Linked DNA regions of Mus musculus: all the other regions are linked to region 2. A link is a contact called in public Hi-C data. All regions are on one chromosome and are shown on one strand. Each heading gives the region's core, a stretch centred on a gene start, on an enhancer-like site or on the middle of the called end of the contact. The rest is flanking DNA. Distances are from core to core; before and after follow the strand shown. Region 1 holds the start of A730043L09Rik (RIKEN cDNA A730043L09 gene). Region 2 has its middle 13 kb from the start of Gm39351. Region 3 has its middle 21 kb from the start of A730043L09Rik.

The links. Hi-C and Micro-C count contacts between places; a contact is called where the count stands out from the background.
Region 1: a Hi-C map of the N1E-115 cell line shows a contact between it and region 2, with 9 times the contacts expected there. The contact joins the promoter of A730043L09Rik here to the enhancer-like site in region 2. A contact is called at or near these places in 6 of 39 promoter capture datasets (cranial neural crest, embryonic stem cells, epiblast stem cells and 2 more), 1 of 15 datasets of contacts at CTCF or cohesin (embryonic stem cells), 20 of 484 Hi-C or Micro-C datasets (the G1E-ER4 cell line, the N1E-115 cell line, Th1 cells and 10 more), 3 of 115 datasets of contacts at active chromatin or transcription factors (differentiating embryonic stem cells, embryonic stem cells and intestinal villus epithelium) and 1 of 9 other capture datasets (embryonic stem cells).
Region 3: a Hi-C map of cerebellum shows a contact between it and region 2, with 1.8 times the contacts expected there. The contact joins two enhancer-like sites. A contact is called at or near these places in 10 of 484 Hi-C or Micro-C datasets (Th1 cells, bone marrow-derived macrophages, cerebellum and 6 more), 2 of 115 datasets of contacts at active chromatin or transcription factors (embryonic stem cells and intestinal villus epithelium) and 1 of 9 other capture datasets (embryonic stem cells).

Annotation. Positions count from the first base shown.
Region 1 is chr9:62,241,388-62,245,360 of GRCm38.p6, forward strand. A730043L09Rik (RIKEN cDNA A730043L09 gene) reads right to left here and starts at 2,713. Exons shown (of 3, transcript NR_040769.1): 1 at 2,557-2,713; 2 at 2,301-2,414; 3 at 1,209-2,142.
Region 2 is chr9:62,151,269-62,155,236 of GRCm38.p6, forward strand. No RefSeq gene overlaps it. Among named protein-coding and RNA genes, the nearest start is that of Gm39351, 13 kb to the left of the region's middle. Within about 2 kb of position 2,268, at least 22 of the 459 cell types and tissues checked have an H3K27ac peak or open chromatin away from gene starts, as enhancers often do. A contact at or near this core is called in the N1E-115 cell line, cerebellar granule neurons, cerebellum and 2 more, where this site is marked.
Region 3 is chr9:62,220,564-62,224,884 of GRCm38.p6, forward strand. No RefSeq gene overlaps it. Among named protein-coding and RNA genes, the nearest start is that of A730043L09Rik, 21 kb to the right of the region's middle. Within about 2 kb of position 2,193, at least 35 of the 459 cell types and tissues checked have an H3K27ac peak or open chromatin away from gene starts, as enhancers often do. A contact at or near this core is called in cerebellum, where this site is marked.

The sequences.
Region 1 (3,973 bases), core at 1,463-3,962, 91 kb after region 2:
CACGAGTAACCCCACAGACTCCCTGGTCCACTGAGTCATATCCCAGTGGGAGAGTGTCTTTGGTCTGTTCGTGGTGCTCTCTCTGAGCTGTCTAGACATTGTTCACCTCTCCCCAGGAGTCACCCAGGAGTGGAGGTAACTGTGTGTCACTGGAGGGAGGAAAAGCCATTTATTTCCCTTGAATGGCCTTTGAGGGTGTTTAGAAAAATTTATCTGTGTGTTAAAACTCAGATCTAGGCAAATTTGGATTTTTTTTTTTTTTTTTTTTTTTTTTTTTTGCAGCTTTTTCCTTTGCCAAGCTGGATGGTGAGAGTTGGACGTCTGGAAGCTTCCCTTGAGAGGCAGGTCTCCATCCCACCACCCCCTGACGTGGAGCTTGCCCCTTCCTCCTTACAGAATGGATTCCATCATAAAATAAACACCTTGTTGAAATTAACCTTATTTTTAAAGGAGAGCAAGATCACTATAAAGATGAGCCATAAAAAGACTGGCGATGTACTTGTTTGGCACAGACCATGCCCCAGGTGTCTGGACTCCCGTTTGGGCTTGTGCTAAGCTTGGTCCCTGTGTCCACAACTTTATCTTTATATCTGCTCATGATCTATGCAGGCTTTTCAGGCCAGCCTCAGACTTCCATGAGGCTGTTTCTCATTTTAATACTTAGATCACTTAAGCCTGGGACTAAAAATAATGAATAATGCCCATGTCTGGGCATTGGTGTTCCCCCTATACACTGGGTGGCCCATCCCTTGGCCATTACCTGAAATACACTCACTTGAGCTCTTGAAATCTCCCACCTCTGTGTGTAGCATGTGCAGCTATGTGTGGCCGAGTGAGGCCAGGTTCTGATGTCACATGCCTTTCTCTGTCACTCTCCTCCTTATGTTTGGTGTCAGGGTCCCTCATTGAATCTGGAGATAGTTCAGGTTATTGGTCAATAACCTCCCGGGGTCCCCAGTGCAGTGGGGGGACAGGTGCACCCCACCATACACAGCTATTTTTCCTCAGGTACTCATGGTTGTACAGCAGTGGCGTTACCTATTGAGCTATCTCCCCCCATCCAGTATTGGAGATCTCAGGTGACATTACCATCTCTACATTTGTTTATTTAAAAAATATTACATAAGCCATGCATAAGTATATGGATTTAAAATATCATCATGAGTAACTCCTGGCTAAAGTCTTAAGGTTTTATTTTTTATTTATGTGTGTCTTATATGGGGCTTCCATTGCTTCGAAGAGACACTATGACCATGGCAACACTTATAAAGGAAGCTGGCTTATAGCTCAGAGGTTTTGTCCATTGTCACCATGGTGGGAAGCACAGAGGCATATAGGCAGACGCACTGGAGAAGTAGCTGAGAGTTCTACACCTGGATCCACAGGCAGCAGGAAGAGAGAGTGTGACTGAGCCTGGCTTGAGCATCTGAAACCTCAAAGCCCACCCCCAGTGACACACTTCCTCCAGCAAGGCCATATCTACTTTAATAAGGCTACATCTCCTAACAGTGGCACTCCCTCTGAGCCTATGGGAGCCATTTTCATTCAAACCACCACAATGTGTGTAACAAGAGTGTGTGTGGTGCTGCCCACAGAGGCCAGGAGAGACCATAGGATCCCCTGGAACTGGAGTCACAGGCTTTGTGAACCACCAGCTATGGGTACCAAGAACCAAACCCTGGTCCTCTGGAAGAACAGCCGTGCTCATGACTGCTGAGCATGTCTCCAGCATGTGCCCAGGATAAGGAGCTCAGGTGAAAGCAGAGGGTGGGGAGATAGGGTACCCTTGGCAGCTACCTGGGACAGTTCCTAAAGATGGCGCTTTAATATCTGAACTGGAGCCAGACTGTTGGATGCTCACTGCATCCCTGTGATTGGGGGCCACGGGAGAAGGAAACCCTGAGTAGGGTATGGTCACCGGGCTGGGCCCCCCCCCCATGGGTGAGAGAATCATGTAGGAGTGGGAAAGAGGGGGACGGAGAAAAGGGAAAGGGGGGAGGGCATGTGGAGGTCAGAGAACAGTCCTAAGCAGCTGGTTCTCTCTTTCCACCATCTGGGTCCTGGAGTGGCACTCTGGTCGTCAGTGTTGGTGGCGAGTACCTTCATCTGCTGAGCCATCTCTCTGGCCCGTCATTTATTTTTCTGTCACGTGAACAGGCATGTCAGATAGTCTTTTTTAAACATAATGTTCTATTGGGGTTTCTTTTTTTAAAAAAATATACCTTTTGCCACAAAAACATCAATTTTTTTTTTTTTTTTGAGGAAGGATCTCATGTAGCCCACTCTGACCTTGAACTCACCACGGCGCTGAGACTGGCCTTCCATTTCTGATTCTTCTGCCTTCATATCCACACGTGCTGGATTACAGGCGTGGGCTTCGACGTCTGCACCCGACACACATCGATTTGTTCACTCTGTGGATGGTAAAGTGATGGCTCAGAGAGGCACATCTCCAAGCACAGCACAGCAGAAACTATGTCAGTCCAGTGACCCGACTGCTGACCAGGTGTTTGCACAGGGACAATCTCTGCTGCTGTCCCTAACACCGCCCCCCACCTTTTCAGTCTTGTCTGCCAGGCTAGTGACACTTCTCAGTAAAGCTTGTGTGACCTCTCCTCCCATCAGTGTCCTCTGGCTCCCAGCGCATTAACAAACGGCACTTGTGCACCTAACGGTTGGTTTTGCTAATGCCTGCTGTCTCTCAGAGCAGAATGGCTCTGGCAGCGTCACTCCGCCCGCTGTGTTTGCACTCCTGGTCTCCAGATCCCAGCTGACAACTTGATGTGCTGCACTCCTTTCCAGAGCTCGTACGTTTCAGTACTCCCGTGCTCCAGTGACACTCTCAGCCAGCTTAGGCCTGTCCACCTCACGCGTGCTAGGTCTCCGGCACCACAGGTCAGACCCTGGGAAGTTCACAGCTTACAGAGAAGAAGGACAGATACCCACAGATGGTCAGAGACTGAGCCTGGAGGTGCTGCCTGAAGCAGAGAGTCTGTAACAGGGTGCGTCCTCCAGGCCCTCTTTCATTCCATTTAAACCCTTTAGGAACGATCCTGCCTCCGGGTGAAGTGAAGTGAAGCCTCCGGAGATTCCCTGGTTCTACAGCGCCCTCTTGTGGACAACTGGAGTCTGCCTATAGAGAAAGCAAAGGGCACTTTCGATTAGTCATGGGGGACAGAAGGACACTCAATTCTTCCGACCAAGTTCTTTCACCTATGACCAGTGTCTTAGCTCCTTTCCGGGTTAGTTGTATGTCAACTTGACACAGACTTCATTCATCTGGGAAGAGAGACTTGCACTAGCAAAGTGCCCTGTGATATTAGCCTATACATAATCCTATGGGGCATTTTCTTGATTAATGATTAATGTGGGAGGACCCAGCCCTCTGTGGGTTATGCCGCCCCTGGGCTAGAGGTCCTGGATTGTATTAAAAATAATGGGCTGAGCAGGCTGTGGGGAGCAAGCCAGAAAGCAGCCCTCCTCCACAGGCTGTGCTTCAGTCCCTGCCTCTTGTCCCTGCCCTGACTTCCTTTGGTGACTGACACACTACAATGTAGAACTGTAAGATGAAATAAACCCTTTCCCTCCCAAAGTGCTTTATTACAGCAACAGGCGCATAACTAGATGGTTGTTTTCCAGTTCGTTGATAGAAAAGACCCTGGCAAAGACAACTTGAAGAAGGATGGGTTTATTCTGACTCCCAGTTTGAGGTCCAGCCCATCACAGCAGGGGAGAAAATTCCCATAGGGGGGAACCTGAAGCAGAGGCTCAAACTGAATATTCAGTCCAAGAGCAGAGTGCACCTGCAGCTTTCGGGGAGTCTCCTGACTCCATCTCTTGTCTTGCCCTAAGGCAACTGGGATTACAGACATGTGCTATCATGTCTGCCTTTGTGTGGGCTCTAGGGGGTCCAAATTTGGAACCTCATACACATGTGGCAAGTGCTTTTACCCACTGTCCCACCTTCGATTAC
Region 2 (3,968 bases), core at 1,018-3,517:
ATTCAGTAGACTAGCTAACAGCAAACCCTCAGGGACCCTCCTGTGTCTGTCTCCCAAGGACAGAGATCACAGGCTCATGCTGCCACATCTGGTTCTTTTACACAGGTGCTAGGGATGGCACTCAGGTCCTCTTGCCTGTACTTATAGACTGAGCCACCTCCCAAGTCCTTTGCTTTATGCCTTCTGTAGTTAGTAATGGATCATCACCAGAGACTGAGCACTCAGCCCTTTGGAGAAGACCAGAAAAGATGAATTCCCAGGCTCCATCCTCAAATAGACCACTGAGGTATGATCTCACCAGTTAACAGGTAATTAAGTACTGGATTTTGAGGCAAAGAACTCCTGGAAAGGTTAGAGGTAAGTGTAGGTTTTCCTTCCCAGGGAAGTTTTGTGCAAGGTGACATGGGAGCGGATAGAATGAAACTTGGGCCTTCTAGGGGGCTGGGAAATAAATTCAGAGGCAAATCAGGTTTCAGTGAGGGTCTAAGCGCATTCTTTACCAACTAGAGAACCTCAGCATGAACCTTCCCAGCCTCTGCTTCCTCATCTAACGTACAGGACCATTCCAAATGGCCTTCTAGTCTAAAGTTCTTAAGGTCTCCAAAGTGGCCTATGTAACTCGTTTGGAAACCACCTTTCATGCAACATGTATACATTTTGTCATAGAAACTGGCCTAAATTTATGGGAATCTGCTCGTGGTTTTATTTATAAAGTAGGAGCATTTCTCTCACTCTAGGAAAAAAAATCCTGTGAGGCTTAGGAATAGCTCAGTAATTAAGAGCGCACACTGCTCTTGCAGGGACTTGAGTTCAGGTCCCAGCACCCACATGTGACATACATATAAAATAAAAAAGAAATCTAAAAAAAAATAGATTTTAAAACAAAGAAATGTATTTGATTGTGGGATGCTGCCCCAGACCCACCAGGGTGACACATGCCATTCTAGCCATGCATGCAAGGTAAAGGAAACCACAGGCCCAACACTTCTGAGGTCTGACTCACTCCTGACCCTATAAGGTCTGTATTATTAAACAGCTGTAACTAAACAGAAAGCAGCAGGCATGTCTATAACCCCTGTGACTGAGCGAAGAGATATGGGGAGCAGGTCTTGCCTGGCTTCTGCTCCAAAGGGCCAGATACCAAACATTTTAGGTCTTGGAGGCCACATGTGGCCTCTGTTGCAACAATTCATCTTTATTGTGCAGCTTCAACCAGCAAGCATGGCCATGTACTAATAAAGTTTTGTTTAAGGCTGGGGAGCTAACTTAGTAAAGGGCTTGCCACGTAAGCATGAGGAGAAGGACCTGAGTTCAGTTCCCCAGAACCCATATATTAAAAAAAAAAAAAAATCAAGCATAGTGGTGTGTGCTTGTAAACCCAGTGCCAGGGAAGTGGAGACGGGTGGCTCCCTGGAGCTTGGTACTCCACTAGCCCAGCCTGGGCAGCAAGCCCTGAGCCACTAGGAGACCCTTGGTTCAAAAGACAAGGCAGATGGCACCTGAGAATGACAACTGAAGTTGGCCTCTAACCTACACATACACACAAACACACACAGAGAGAGACAGAGAGACAGAGATAGACAGAGAGACACAGGCAGAGAGAGAGAAAGAGAGAGACAGAGATAGAGATAGACAGACAAGAAAGACAGACAGACAGAGAAAGAGAGAGACAGACAGAGAGACACAGGCAGAAAGAGACAGAGATAGAGACAGAGAGATAGATAGGCAGAGAGGAAAAGAGAGAGACAGAGACAGACAGAGACATACAGAGAGGCAGACATACAGAGAGAGAAAGAGACAGACAGACAGAGAGAAACACAGACACACACACACAGATAGACAGACAGAGACAGAGGCAGCAGGTGGGACTTCCCCCAGAGATCATTTATTCCCACCTCTATTGCGGAATGATCTCTGAGAGAGATGAGCAGGAAAAGATAAAGATCCAGACTCTAGCCCGACATTCCCGCAATACCCTGTGGCCATGCTAAATCTCTCCTGGCCCTGGACTTAGACTCCACTGTGGATCCAGCCCTCCTGACCAGCGGGAGCAGGGTAGAATACCATCAAGCCTCTCATGTGTCTGATGCAATCAATACCCAAGAACATTAGAAGCAGAGAAGGAGCTGGGCGTCCTCATCCAGCTGGAAGATCAAAAGCCATGAGAAACAGAAACTATATTCTCTTGTCAGGGCTCCGTCTGTAAAGGCCATTTGGCAGAACTGAGTGGCAGGGTGGATGCCAGCCCAGCAAGACTTCAGCCAACACGAGGGTGGCGAGTGACAGCTCTGTTTGCCATCTGCCCTGCTCTGGCCTTTTGGCCGGGCACCACAGGGTGGCACCCCTTGTGCCCGGTGCATGCCAAGAAGCAGGAAGTGATGGCAGATGCTCAAGATGGCCCTGAGGCAGGGTGGGAGAGCCCAGCGTTGGGTAGTCTTTGAGCTAGTGCCTGCTAACATAAGGACTAATGAGAGAACAAGATCTGAGCAGCCAGCTTAGGCCCTAGAAGCCAAGGTCAAGGCCATGAGAGGAATCACCAAATCCAAGAGACTGAAGAAAGCCTTCTCCGTTCCTCAATCCCAGCTCCTATTTTACAGATGAGGAGCCTGAGCCTCATCCCATGCCCTTGAGCAGCAAAAGAGAAACAGGACAATGGAGATAGAGATAGAGATAGAGATAGAGATAGAGATAGAGATAGAGATAGAGATAGAGATGCATATGCGTGTGGGGGCCAGAAGTCAAGTCATGTATCCCCTCTGATCACTTTCCACCCTATATATTGCGACAGGGACTCTTAGTAAACCTGGAGCTTTCTGATATAGCTAGATTAATTGGCCAGCAGACCCCAAGGTCCTCCTGTCTCTGCCTCTCCAGCACTGGGATCACAAATGTATGCTACTGTGCCTGGCTTTTAATATAGGCTCTGGGGATCAAAATCGGGTCCTCACATTTACACGTGTTTACTCATGCAAACACTTCCCCAAGTGAGCCATCTCCCCAGCCCCAGAAATTGTGTATCTTCCCTAAAGAAGACAGGGGATGTATCATAACATAGAATGTGGTGATAATAACAGTAACCCACAAGGGTTGTTTTGCAGGTTGAGTGTCTACACTGCATAAGCCTTCCCCAGAAGTGAGATCCGTGACTCCCTCACTTGCTGCTTAGGCTTACAAGCGTCTCCTGGGAATTGCTTGGGGTCACTCTCCTGTTCCTCCCCTCTGTGGGTGCAGAATGACTAATTGATTTCTCATGTATGGATGAAAAGCAGTCTCGGACTGGTCACTGATCAGCTCAGCATAAAACTGTCTGCCTTTGTATTAGCCAAGAAAGAATCGATGCCCTGTGGCTAACTATATACACACATAAAACTTCCTGGAGACCACCAGCTCAGAAGCAAAACAATTCCTTTGTGCTATCATCCCAATAGGGACAGAGTAGGCAGGCAGCCAGGAAGACCTTGCAAACACACCAACTTCCCAAGTGGGCTGGAGCACTAGCAATTCACAGGGGACGCTTGTAAGCCTAAGCAGCAAGTCACAGCTCTAGGTGTCTTCTTTGTATGCTGGCTGCCTGTGCTCATGGCAGATGTGGCTCTTGGACCAGGCTACTGCCTTGATAGCTCAGTTCTATGGCTAAGTGGCTTTGCTCGGGCTATCACCTGGCCAGTTCTTTCCTAATAAGGGTAGTCACCTAAACCTCCGATGTTCTGTTCCACTTTCCTTTGCTGTTTAAAGCCATGGTCTGCTGTCAAGAGTGGCTCTTTTTAAATGCACAATGACATTTTCTCCCTCGAAACAACCTCGAGGGCAGCATTCGAGCACTTCCTCAGAACAACTCAAGTACTCAATACAGGCCCGTTCGTCAACTGATTGGCTGGCTGGCTGATCTACAGTTCACCCCATGAGGTCAGGGTAGGATTTCAGGGCCATCTGCAGAATAGTGGGCCTGGTCAGGATTCCAGGGCTGT
Region 3 (4,321 bases), core at 943-3,442, 69 kb after region 2:
CAGACATCACGTGGCAACTTACTGATATAATTTATACTACAATTGCTCATAAATTTTGGCAGCTGGGGATCTGGGAGCTGCCTGCCTGGGTGGCTTCCCACGCAGCGCTTTTCACATGGGTGCACTTAAGCTTCTTTATGGAGCACTGCCCCTACTGAGATTTGACCAGGACAGGGCAACCTCTTCCTCACATATCTGGCCAGTGGGTGCTGGTTGTTAGTTACGGTTGGGGAGGGTTGCTTCTTTCTATGTTCTTTTAGGGAGACCAGTGGAATACCACACATGTGTCTGTAGACAATTCTTGTAGAGACTTGTAATGGGGCTTCACCACCATGATTGAATATCCATTTCTTCTCGCACATCCTGGATCTTTCTGTCCGATGGGCTGAGGACTTTATAATCATTTTTGTTTTTTTCTTTTTGTAACACTACTGAAGCAGGCTGAGGAGCTCGAAATGAAATCGCTAAAAGAAAAGAAAAAATTACCAGAAGACACCAAGATGGGCTGTTGCTATGGAGAATGAATGCCTCCAGCTGTGAACCCAACCAGGAGACCGCAGCGGGGGCGGGTCACACTTACCTTCAGGAGCATCCCAGCTTCACCAAGGAGAGGGCGCATTGGAAGGAAGGGCAGCATACGGAGGGGATTGATCTGGTTGCCAGCTCATGCAGATACTAGCAGAGTGGTTCTAACTCAGGGAGCAGAGGGGAGAACTGGGCTGGGGGGTGGGGGTGGGGGTGGGGGAGGGGGGCACTTAGCTTCCCAAAGCCACGGGTTTCCTAGGCTGCTCTGGAGAGAAGTGGGTGGAATATTTCGGAGCAGGTTGGAGTGAGACCATGTACACTCATGTCTCCTCCCAGCCATTTCGTATGTCAACTGGGGTTTATTACATGCCAGACATTGTGCTGGGGCAGTAGATCTTTGAGAGACCTGACTGAAATAGGGTTGAGAGTACACACCCCTGGAAATCCATCCCCTCTCTGTAGAACGGCAACTCTATAATGTGACTCCAGGTCTGTGTGTTAACAGTGGTACCCACATGGCCTGTGCCACATACTTAGATGCGGGTGGTAACAGGAAAATTGTGAAGAAGAGTGTCAAAAGCATGTATATTTCTCTCTGCCTGAATGTGTGTGTGTGTGTGTGTGTGTGTGTGTGTGTGTGTGTGTGTGTGTGTGGTATATCCTCAGAAGCCATTCACCTTGAGGGTTTTGGGTTGGGTTGGTTTGGTTTGGTTGGTTGGCTGATTTTGGTTTGTTTGTTTGTTTGTTTGAGACAGATTTTCTCCAAGTAGGCTAGGCTGGCTGACCTCAGGATTTTACCTGTGCCGGCCTCCCACTGCTGGCATCATCAGCATGTGCCGGCTTGGCTGACCTTTTCATCTGGTTGCTGGGGATTAAATTCAGGTCCTCATGCTAAAGCAAGCTCTTAGCAATAAGCTATCTTCACAGTGCCTCTGTGCCTTTCCCTGCTGCTAGTGGCTCTCATCAACTTTGCTTTTATGCTTCCATGCCTCTAAAGGAAAAAGAAAAGAAGAGAAAAGAAAAGGAAAGAAAAACAACTTCATAAACTATTTCCCAAGTACTTTCCTGCTGAGGTGTATATGGTGGGTGGAGTCTAGTGATCTGCATCTCCCACTGCTTTGGCACTGTGTGGGTGGGGCGTGCTGCCTGTGGTGAAGTCACAGGTGAGGCAGTCTAAGTATGAGATTTTAAGTACCAGTAAGGGTAAGTCAAGGGCATATGGGGCACTTGCGATGCTACTCATCTGTTAGGAGCTAGCCCAGACTATATCTTCTCTCTCTTCTCCTCCCCTCTTCTCTTCTCTCCCTCCCCCACCTCCCCTTCCTCCCTCCTCTCTTCTGTTCTCTTCTTTCTTTGTCTGTTCTCCCATTCCTCCTCTCTCTTTAGCCCACTTCTTTTCTGCCTCCTCAGTCTTTTCCTTGCCTGAATGGCCATCTGAGTCCCCGATGCATCAATGCATCAATGTGACTGTGTTTCCATAGGCAGGTGTGTGTCTTGTTTAGTCACATTAAAAATAAATCGCTTGGCCACACACAGGCTATGAGTCAATCTGTTCCTTCCCTCTGCTTTCCAGGAACAGATTGCTCAAAACCAGACGACTGTGGTGTGAGACGCCAGCAAGGAGCGGCATGCGGTGGAAGGAACAAGCCCTCCTGAGCAGCCCTCCCGCTGGGCCTCCTGTTCACTGAAAGTCAATCAGTCACACCCACCAAACGCAGTCGGTGTGGCTGCATTCTTTAAGCCAAGGAGAACGTTAGAGGCCAAAGTTCAATGCACACATTTATTGATTTGTGTGTGTTGAACCGTCTTTGATGGTTTTATGTTTGCTATTTTCTTATTTAGTGCTCTAAGGCAGCTTGTGCTTTACTGTGACCTCATAGATGTTTCTATATGTTCTATATGTCAAGCTCCTTCACGTATCTTCCATAGCATTGTCTAAGTGGATTCTTTTACTTTCTGTTCATCATGGGAAGGTTTTTTCCCCCTTTATTTATGAAGGGTGCCTTTGCTTGACAAAGTAATCTGGGCTGGTAGTCTTTGTATTTCTGAATTTGAAATACATCATTCCATGCCTTCCGAGTTTTTAGAGTTTCTATTGAGGAATTGAGGTCATTGCTAAGATACCCTGCCAGGAATTTCACCTTTGGGTATCACAGTTTTTTGCTGTGGTTCTTTTTTGAAGCAGGTTCTCCTATAGTCCAGGCTGTTCTCCAACTGGCTATGTAATTGGGGTGACCTTAAACTTCTGATCTTCCTGCCTTTGTCACCCACTCTTGAGGTACTAGGATTATAGATGTACCACCACACTAGGTCAGTTGATGCAGTGCTGTGGATGGGTCCCAGGGCTTTGTGCATGCTAAGCAAGCCCTCCATCCTCCTCTGCAGCCGCAGCCCAGGACCTCAGTCTCTGTAGACTAAGCACTTTAGTCATTTTGTAAACATTATTTAGGGTTAGATGAACTCCACTGCTCTACTACATTAGCCAGTTACTAACTTAACACTGGAGTCTCTTCACCTTCAAAATGCTATAGAAACCAGGATCAGCAGAGATGATATCTTTTTTATTATTATTTTCTTTTATTTTTTTAATTTTATTTTATTAGATATTTTCTTTATATACATTTCAAATGCAAGTTCCCTATTCCCTCCCCTGCCATGCTCCCCTACCCACCCACTCCCAATTCTTGGCCCTGCCGTTCCCCTGTACTGGGGCATTATAAAGTTTGCAAAACCTAGGGGCCTCTCGTCCCAGTGATGGTCGACTAGGCCATCTTCTGCTACATATGCAGCTAGAGACATGAGCTCTGGGGGTACTGGTTAGTTCATCTTGTTGTTCTACCTATAGGGTTACAGATCCCTTCAGCTCCTTGGGTACTTTCTCTAACTCCTCCATTGGGGGCCCTGTGTTCCATCCTATAGATGACTGTGAGCATCCACTTCTATATTTGCCAGGCACTGGCATAGCCTCACTCAAAACAGCTATATCAGGGTCCTTTCAGCAAAATCTTGCTGACATATGCAATAGTGTCTGGGTTTGGTGGCTGATTATGGGATGGATCCCCGGGTGGAGTAGTCTCTGGATAGTCCATCCTTTCATCATAGCTCCAAACTTTGTCTCTGTAACTCCTTTCATGGGTATTTTGTTCCCTATTCTAAGGAGGAATGAAGTATCCACCCGTTGATCCTCCTTCTTGATTTTCTTGTGTTTTGCAAGTTGTATCTTGGGTATTCTAAGTTTCTGGGCTAATATCACTTATCAGTGAGTGCATATCTAGTGACTTCTTTTGTGATTGGGTTACCTCACTCAGGATGATATCCTCCGGATACCTCCATTTGCCCAAGAAATTCATAAATTCATTGTTTTTAATAGCTGAGTAGTACTCCATTGTGTAAATGTATCACATTTTCTGTATCCATTCCTCTGTTGAGGGACATCTGGGTTTTTTCCAGCTTCAGGCTATTATAAATAGGGCTGCTATGAACATAGTGGAGCATGTGTCCTTATTACCAGTTGGAACATCTTCTGGGTGTATGCCCAGGAGAGGTATTGCTGGATCTTCCGGTAGTACTATGTCCAATTTTCTGAGAAACCTCCAGACTGATTTCCAGAGTGGTTGTATAAGCTTGCAATCCCACCAGCAATGGAGAAGTGTTCCTCTTTCTCCACATCCTCGCCAGCATCTGCTGTCACCTGAATTTTTTATCTTAGCCATTCTGACTGGTGTAAGGTGGAATCTCAGGGTTGTTGATTTGCATTTCCCTGATGATTAAGGATGTTGAACAGTTTTTCAGGTGC